3 separate regions of the Mus musculus genome follow, and regions 2 and 3 are each linked to region 1. The links are chromatin contacts, called in public Hi-C and HiChIP or PLAC-seq maps. All regions are on one chromosome and are shown on one strand. Each heading gives the region's core, a stretch centred on a gene start, on an enhancer-like site or on the middle of the called end of the contact. The rest is flanking DNA. Distances are from core to core; before and after follow the strand shown. Region 1 holds the start of Lifr (LIF receptor alpha). Region 2 overlaps Rictor (RPTOR independent companion of MTOR, complex 2). Region 3 overlaps Rictor (RPTOR independent companion of MTOR, complex 2).

Evidence for each region. Hi-C and Micro-C count contacts between places; a contact is called where the count stands out from the background. HiChIP or PLAC-seq counts read pairs in DNA pulled down with a chosen protein or histone mark.
Region 2: an HNF4G HiChIP or PLAC-seq map of pancreatic cancer cells shows a contact between it and region 1. The contact joins the enhancer-like site here to the promoter of Lifr in region 1. A contact is called at or near these places in 3 of 39 promoter capture datasets (embryonic stem cells, hippocampal neurons and liver), 5 of 484 Hi-C or Micro-C datasets (cardiomyocytes, cerebral cortex, liver and 2 more) and 4 of 115 datasets of contacts at active chromatin or transcription factors (embryonic stem cells and pancreatic cancer cells).
Region 3: a Hi-C map of embryonic stem cells shows a contact between it and region 1, with 1.8 times the contacts expected there. The contact joins the enhancer-like site here to the promoter of Lifr in region 1. A contact is called at or near these places in 2 of 39 promoter capture datasets (embryonic stem cells and hippocampal neurons), 1 of 484 Hi-C or Micro-C datasets (embryonic stem cells) and 1 of 115 datasets of contacts at active chromatin or transcription factors (embryonic stem cells).

Annotation. Positions count from the first base shown.
Region 1 is chr15:7,128,075-7,131,010 of GRCm38.p6, reverse strand. It overlaps Lifr (LIF receptor alpha), which reads right to left and starts at 1,439. Exons shown (of 20, transcript NM_001358593.1): 1 at 1,185-1,439.
Region 2 is chr15:6,725,094-6,728,029 of GRCm38.p6, reverse strand. All of the region lies in intron 2 of Rictor (RPTOR independent companion of MTOR, complex 2), which reads right to left. Among named protein-coding and RNA genes, the nearest start is that of Rictor, 18 kb to the right of the region's middle. Within about 2 kb of position 1,414, at least 39 of the 459 cell types and tissues checked have an H3K27ac peak or open chromatin away from gene starts, as enhancers often do. A contact at or near this core is called in pancreatic cancer cells, where this site is marked.
Region 3 is chr15:6,745,009-6,747,944 of GRCm38.p6, reverse strand. Rictor (RPTOR independent companion of MTOR, complex 2) reads right to left here. Exons shown (of 38, transcript NM_030168.3): 5 at 2,365-2,496. Among named protein-coding and RNA genes, the nearest start is that of Rictor, 38 kb to the right of the region's middle. Within about 2 kb of position 1,549, at least 15 of the 459 cell types and tissues checked have an H3K27ac peak or open chromatin away from gene starts, as enhancers often do. A contact at or near this core is called in embryonic stem cells, where this site is marked.

The DNA.
Region 1 (2,936 bases), core at 190-2,689:
AACTCTGGCCTGAGAGCAAACAGCAGCTCCGGCCTCCTTGACAATACGCCTCCTATTGAAACTGAGCTTAAGGTTCCTCATGGATGCCTCCAAATGAACACAGTTTCCACCTGGTTGGAAGAAGGAAAGTCAGGGAGAGAAAGAAAAGAGCACAGTCCAGTGTTTTTTAAAAGCACAGGCTATGCTGAGATTTGCTTCCCTCTGCCAGTCTCACCCGAGGAGCCTCTGCTCCTAGTGGAGTATGACTTCAGATCTGTGTCAAGATAATCCTGCAAGGGGAGGGGACGGCATCAGTTGCAATAAACAAATGCTTTAGTTTTTCACTGGGGGCGGTGCTTTAAATATAACGTGGGCACCGCTTTTGAACTCCTGACTAACGTAAAGTCAGGTCAACTCTAAGCAAATATTATTTGCTGGGTTAAATATGCAAGGGAAGGCATTGGATGGCAAAGTTTAAACTGAAAGTTCTGCTGAAAAACCCACTTTAAAGAAACAAAGTAAACGCAAAGAATGCATGTAACTGTCAGTCAGTAACAGCGCACGTGTCCTTTCAGTATCTGACTGCATTAAACACAGCTACAGAAAGGGACCCAAAGATAACCCTAGTGTAAACGAAAGATTCGTGTGTCTTGGCAGCTGAAGTGGGGGCTAGAATCACATAACTCAAGCTCCTGTGTAAGTTCACAACACTTGCTGTGCAGTTTTCTGTGCGTCTGGGTCCACGATCTCAGCTTTGTGCTTTAGACAACACATCCGGAAAGCCATCCATTAGGAAGCCTAACTTTGCTTGCCTACACTTTAACTTGGGAGTTTAATAAGTTTAGCGCCTTCGGACACAAGCACCTAGAACTACAGACAGGTCAGTCAAATGCACCATCAAAACAGAAAGGACGAGGAACTACTTTTCTGAAGCGCTGAGGTTTAGGGGCAGGAAACCATCTGGCAGGTCGCAGCTCCGAATGGGGAATTAAAGGTCCTGCCCATCCCCCTGGTAACCTCTGGCCTTGGAACTCAGTGCCCTTCGCGCCGCACAAGTTTCCCGCGGTGTAGCCCGCGTGGGCGCGGGCTGCAGGGTTGACCCCTCGGCTGGCACGGACGGCGTGAGCCCGAGTGGCGTTGCCCCAGAGCCGGGGACGCGCCCCCCGCACGCGCTCCGGGCTGCCGCGCCGCGCCCCCGCACTCACCAGCCGCTCCCGCGCCGCTATCTTGCCATCCCAGTCGGCCGCCGCCCCGGGGCAGCCCGGACCCTGCAGCACAGGACTGCAGTCCTGAAGGAGCAGTCCGGTGGTAGCAGCCGCCGTCCTGGCGCCCCTGTCCCCTTGCAGGCCGGCTCTAGCGGCCACCGACGACCGGCCGCCGCTGCCTTCTCCCAACCCCGCGAGCCACCGCAGCGCCAGGCGACGATAACGGCCGCGGCCACTGCCGAGACGCTCCGGCGCAGACTGCGCGCCCGGAGGCGGCGCCTGCGAGGAGCTCGGCGGGGGGCGCAGCACCCAGGCCCCGCCCAGGCCCCGCCCCGCGCGCCCCCGCAGCCTTCTCCGCCGTCCCTGCCGCGCGCACGGGGACGCGGGCCCGCGGGCCCGCGAGGCCGCGCGTGAGTCGGAGCCTCTGGGTCGCGCGCGGGCCCGGCGCCCAGGGAGGTGCCTCTGCCGAGACTCCGGTCGCGCGGCCAGCCTTGCAAGGTCACCGAGCGGCGGGCGAGAGCGCAGCGGCCCTGCGGGTGCAAAGCCTCCGGAAAGGCCAGCGGAGCCCAGGCGGCCCTGCGGGAAGCAGCGCGGCTCCCAAACCGCTGTCATTGCACTTTGCAAGCCGTGCGCGGAGGAGGAAACTCGTGTCGCCCCGAAAAGGCACACGGACGCCAATTACTGCGGGTTTTTTTTTTTTTCCTTTCTTTCTTTCTGATTTTGTGCATTACCTAAACTGCCCCCAAGCCGGGGCGCTGCCACTCAGTTCCCCTACTTTCTTGGTGAGGGGACCTCTCAGCTCCTGAGGGCCTGCGGGGGCAACTGAGAACATCCTGGAGCCATCTAGTCGTGCCTCTGAGGCGTGTTGGGCTTATTTGTGCAGAGAAGAAACGGATCCCTTAATGGGGTGAGATTTTTCCTCCGTGCATTGTTCCCATTTCCGCAGTTTCACTTGGCCTCGGTGTTCCTTCCAGAGTAATGCACCAAATGAAATTGGTAGGAGTGTTTTATGGCGCAGAGTCGTGGTTTGAAGATGTTTACGCTCTGTGCCGGACGCGTTTGATGGTGTTCTCTTTAGCACAATTAATTTTGCAAAGTTCAGAAATGTGCCAGACGGAGCCACTGGCACGCAGTCACATGGCTGTGCAGACACACCTTCCATAGGGAGCCGCTTGTTTGTTTTCAGATGTGATTTATCTGGTGCGCCAGGGCCAAGGAGTTTGTGAGGGACCTTTGACTGAAATTCTAGACTTTAGAATCTACAGCAATTTGCAAATCGGCAGGATGAAGCTTATTTTCTAAAATAAATATCCCCCGTTAATAATGTAACTCCAAAATGGGCAACAAGACACCTGAAAATATACTGCATGAAAAAATAAATTCTTAATAACATCTTTCAAAATAAAGTCACTAAGAGTATCCTAGTGACCAACTCCACTAAAGTGCATATTTTGAACATGAAGTGCCTCCTGCTGTCCATGACTGTTTCTGGACTGTGCTGAACCCGCCCCCATTTAAGTTGGACCATATTGCTTTTCCTTTATCCCCATTCTTTCCCACAACTTGAGAGACTTGGTATTCATATTGCAGTATTCTGTCTTTTCTATTAGACACAGCACCTATGGCTCACAGAGCTTTTAGGAGCTAACAAAAGTATTTTCATTTGTTTTCAGGTCAGAAGAAAAAAATAGATTCAAGTGTTTTAATGTAGAATAATATTGCTATCTTTGTACCTAAGGTAAACAAAATAAG
Region 2 (2,936 bases), core at 165-2,664, 400 kb after region 1:
AGGAATGGCTGAAGGAAGGACACATGGAAGGAAGAAAGAAAGGGCAGTAGAAATAGGAAGAAATTATTTTCTTAATAAAACTAGGCTGTTGCGATAAAAGTACTCGTGACAGTGGAGGTTTAATTTTACTAAGTACTGCATGTTTTACTTCTCCGGTAGCCCTGAGAAGCTAGCCAGTCAAAGTGCAGGGATGTGGGAAGCAGTTTACAAAGGATGACAGTAGCACAGTGTTAGAGACCTAAGAAAGTGTCAGTGCCTCCCAGTATTTGGGAGGTCTGCCTGATCACCCGCCATTCAGAAGCCAGTCTAAGCCACATAGTGGGTTCAAGGCCTGCTTGAGTTACACACAAAGAAAGTGTCTAAAAACAAAGAGCTTGGCCAAAACAAGCAAACAAACACCACCTCATCTCAAAATGCAAACAAGCAACAAACAAGGAAATAAAAACAAACACCTAAAAATATAATAATCACTAGCCACTCAACATTTTAATGAATAACTGTATGTATTACTATAAATAAATTCATAAAAATGTAAAGTCCATCAAGCTGTTTCCTGGACTTGCTACTGGTGTCAGAGGTAGGAGGGACAATGTATAAAGACTCACAGATCTCACCGCTGATGATAAGCAAGTGTTTAAAAACAAAAATAAAAAATGCTTTGTTAGAGTTTCAGATGTTAGAGACTACTAGTCTCCATTTACAGAACACAGGAATATGCTACTTTAGGCTGACTTTGTAAAATTTGGCATTTATATAACAATAAAAGAAGAAAGAGAAAGAAAGGACAAGAAAAGAACAGGACAGGACTCCAGGTCAGCACTGTGAATGATAAAATATGAATTTACAATAGAACTTCAAATTAATTTTATGATTAGCTATAATGACAGCTGTAGTGTGTGTGTGTGTGTGTGTGTGTGTGTACAAAGGAACAAATCAAAGTAATGCTAGCTCAAAGTTCATCAACTTTCTAAATAAAGAGCCAAAAAATATATATAAAATAAAATTTCCCCCCATATTTAACTACACTTTATTGAACTGAAAAAGTTCCACATCTTTAAATCAGAACAAACATATTTAATGTAATTAAAACATAATGGGCTTTGCTCAAATTTGTCAAATGTAATTTTTAAAAATAGCAGCAATTCCTAGGAATACGAAAAGAACAAAAAAACGACTATAACTTTTTGCCTATTATCTGCCATCAGAACACCTGACTCCTGGGCCTGAAGATGGTGAACTAGTACCTGCAGTGTGAGTGTGGTATCCACAGACATGAAAGTCAGGTGTGACAGCAGCATGTCTGTAATGCCAGAGCTTGAGGGCAGGAAGGAGATGGGTAAGTCCCTGGAGCTCACTGACCTGCGAGCTTAGGAGAAGAGATTAAAGGCCATGTCTCAAAAAACTAAGAAGGGAAGGCACCTAATGTTTACCTTGTGAGTCACACACTTGATGTGGGTGTGTTCGTGTGCGTGCGTGCATGCATGCACACCCACATCAAATTCTTCTTTACCTCAGCCTCTCAAGTTAAAAGTTACCTAAGAACTAGGTAGAAAGAGCTACTGAATAGATGAAAAAGAAATCAAGTCCTTTCTTAAATTTTGCCTCTTTCTTGTCATAATATTGGGGAATATAGTACACATGTGTAGCAAATAAATGCCCAGAAAAAAAACGTAATTGTCCAGGTATGGTGGCACATGCCTGTAATCCCAGTACTTGGGAGATGAAGGGGCAGGTGTTAAAAACTCAACCTTGGACACAGGAAGTTCCAACCATCTTGGGCTACATAAGACCCAGTTTTAGAACAAAACACAGAGGATTGAATCAAACACACAAAGCACTTTTACTTTGTGCACAAGTATGTACTAAAAAATTTACAAAGGCCAATTTTCAGGCTACAGAAATTTCTGTCATTCAAAGAAATGTTGGTAACAATAATTTTCATGGTATTTTTTCTTGAGAAAATATGAAAAAAACCTACAATTTTGCTTAATGACTACAATACTGCATGTGCTGCTATCATTTCTATGTCAACCTTCATATCTTACAATGATAATTGCAAGGTAATTAGGCATCCACAGTCCTCTAATTAGGAGCCCTTTATTATAAGAGAAAAATTGTTTGCCTTTAAAATAACTCACAATTTAAATGAACCCCATGAAAGAACAGAACATCTGTGTCTAAATGCAAAAAACAATTAACTGTGTTATATACCCCAATAATGAGATTAACTCTACACCTAGTGAGATTAATTCTAAATCCTCTACAACTGCTCAGGAGCTGTGTGCACACCTTGCATATTCACACGTACTTTCCTGTTTGGTTTTCTCTATAAACGAGGCTGCAGCTCAGCCCGAGTCTAACACGTGTCATCTATGAATGTAGGGAGGCACACCACACTCAGAAACTAGTAACAGCCCAGAGGCACAAAGACATCTCAGCTCTGCAGTATACTCAGATGAGTGTGGTTTGAAACCTAGGAAATAGTACCATGCTACATTCTGCTATTTCCATATATTCTTTTTTTTTGTTTGTTTTTTTGTTTTTCGAGACAGGGTTTCTCTGTGTAGCCCTGGCTGTCCTGGAATTCTCTCTGTAGACCAGGCTGGCCTCGAACTCAGAAATCCGCCTGCCTCTGCCTCCCGAGTGCTGGGATTAAAGGCGGGCACCACCACGCCCGGCTCCATATGTTCTAATTCCTAAGTTCATTCTTACACTTCTCCTAATTATTTTGTCACATATCTTGTCTCTGACGTCTGTCTGAAATCTTTAAAACCTTTTCATTTTCTGTTTTTGAGACACTGCTCTTTGCTGCACTCCCCAGACACAAGTGAATGGGTTCTTTCCTTCTCTGCTCCTAACCCTCACCACCTACTCTCTGCTGTCGACTGAAGAACTAAAGAGTACAACATCCACCCAGCTCAAAGGCTGCCTGCCTG
Region 3 (2,936 bases), core at 300-2,799, 380 kb after region 1:
TTAGGTCGGCACAACCCACCCAGCACAACAGTGCAGAAGGCACAGTCCACTCCTCTGCCATAGCAGGAATGGAGGACTCCAACACAGCAGGAGTCCAGGAATCAGGTCCAGCCTGAGCTACTTGAGACCTTGTCTTGAAAACACAAGCTGTAACAAAACCACAAGAAAAGAAAATGCAAAGAACAAATGAGACAAAAAACGCCCATGTCGTAAGGTGAGAAGCTTGAATTTATTTATGTGACGGGAGCTGTGCAGCAGGAGAGTGTCTGACGGATGCTACAGGACCAGACAAGGACAGAAGGAAGCAGCACCCAGACAGACCTCTCCAAGACACCAAAGTCAAGCCTTAGTGAGTCCCAAACAGACACACACCAACACAGAAAACTCAACAGTGCTGTATCAACCAAGCAAAGTAAGCCACAATTAAAACAAACAAAACCCACCCCTGTAAGGTTCATGGTCTAGTTGTAACCACCTAGGGGAAATACTAACACAAGTCACAAGTTTTACATAGTATCTTTACATAGTACCCAAAGCAGAAGTATGTATTAGCAGAACTAAAAACTAAATACCAATGTGTTCAGTCTATTTAGAAATGAGAAGCCATCATGAATGAATGAATTGACTTCAAAAATACAAGTGAGGGCCATAGTTTACTAACAGCTACGCAAAGTCAAGCCAGTGGAGTACTTGGCACCTTCCACGCGAACGAGGGACGTCCGGATGCAGTGCAGTTCTCGAGAAGCAGAGGACTGAAGCAAGACTAAGGCTAAGGGTCCTGGAGGTGAGTCCTCAGGAGTTCACAAGCATGGGAGGCCCACGGACTCCATAGACTGGGGAAACTATAGGGATTTACCAAGGCTGCTGTAAAAGAAGACAGTACGTCCTATTATCTATATATTAGTAGCTAAAAATCAGAAGAAAAAATAATGGCACTGCCTCCACTACAATGTCTAAAGAGGGTGAGACAGGAGAATCAGTAAGCCTGAAGCCAGCCTGGAATTTGTAGCAGAAACCCTGTCAAAACAAAGTAATACAACAACAGGAATAAATAAATTAACCCACAACAAACAACTGTTGTGGATAGCCCTGGGGCTAACTGTATTTGATGTTAATTCCATTCTCTTGTGAGGGGTTGTGAACAAGGAATGAGTCAGCACTCAGGTAATTTCCTGTAAACCTGCTTCCCACCTTAATTTGTAAAATAAAGGAGAGCTGATGATTAGGCAGATAAAAGGGAAGGTGGAGTGGAAGGTGGGAGAGAGAGGAAGGAGAAAATGAGAGAGAGGACGCAGAGGAGGAAGAAGAAGAGCCGGAGGAGAAGCACATGGCCTGAAGAAACTGCAAGTTCTAAGGGGGTCTCACAAGCTGTGGAAGATGGTAGTGTAGCGGTAGATCTGCCCAATCTAGGCACACAGCATGTAATCATAGTAACTGTGTTGTGTTTTCATTGCCGGGCCTATTTGGGAGGAGATTTACCGCAACAAACAACAGAAGTCCCAAACCCAGTAAGTGTGACTAAAGCTCACCAAACAGTCACGGCATCTAAATGATCAGTGCCGTGTCTTAAGAAAAAACCTGCGGCCCCAACACATAGTCAGCAGAGGACTGCCTGGTCAGGCCTCAGTGAGAGAAGATGCATCTAACCCTTGAGGCCCCAGGGAGAGAGGAGGCCTGGTGGGGTGGGGGTGGGATGGGGGTGGGGACATCCTTTTGGACACTGGGGTGAGGAAGGTATGGGATAGGGAGTGGATGGGGGATGAAGTCCAGACTGTAAAAAGGGATTAAAGAATAAAAATACATTTTACAAAGAGAGAGGGATGCCGACCACAATCACATAGCTAAGCACACATGCATCAGGTTCCAACATCTCCTTCTCTATGCCTGCTTCTAAGAAGTGAGCACCTCACAGACTTACACAAGATTGCAGGGCAGATTCATTCAAAATAGCTCAACACTGAAAACTATCCTGAATGAACAGATTCAAGCATGTCCTAAGCATAAGACCAAATACTTCATAGCAAAAATAAAATTTAAAAACAGATATGATCAATGTGGAAGAACCTTACAGATGATGAGAAAACAATAAATGTATACTTACATATGTCGATTATACACATTAATTAACATGTAATGTGAAATGCAAAGACAGGAAAACAAATCTCTAAGGAGAAAACTATTTACAATTGCTTGAAAGTATAAAGGGAGTCCCTCCTTTGCTAAAAACACCATTAGTCTTGGTCTTACTTGATCATGCACCTTTGCAAAATTAAGCTTTACACCAAAAATCTGTACAGGTTTGGCTGGATGCTAAACACAAAACTTTAAAGGCATAAGAAAGACAGGCACGTCTCAGAACATTACCTAGCTATTAAATAGTCCACTTTCAGTTTTAGCACCTTCTGGAGAATACTGGAATCTTGGATGAGATAGCGCAGCGCTCGCAACCCGGCTGCTCTTACTTCTTTTGCCTCATTTAATAAAGCTAAGCGCAAACTGTAGGAAAACAAAAACGTTCTGTTACACAGGCTTCAAAGACACCACAGTTCAGCAGAGGTTACTTTGCCCCCATGTGAAATGCTTGGGACGAGAAGTAGTTCTGATTTCTTGTATTTTTAGACTGAAACTACTTTCAAGACTATTTCAAACTGAGTATCTCTTACTTGAAAATCTAGACCCCCCAACCTTGTGAATGCTTGAGATGGCTCTAACAAAGTCTCGGATTTTGGAGCATTTCAGATTTTTCATACTTTAGGATTTACTCCCATATCAAGTTCTTTCATGGCTAAGGTATCCCAAACTTTTTGTTATATACAATTAATTCTATTTAAGAAAAGTCAACCAAACAAAAAATACTACAAAGTAAAGAATTGTATTTGGTGATGTCTTTATTCTGTGCTTCCTCTGAATAGTCACACTAATCCAGCCAATTGGGA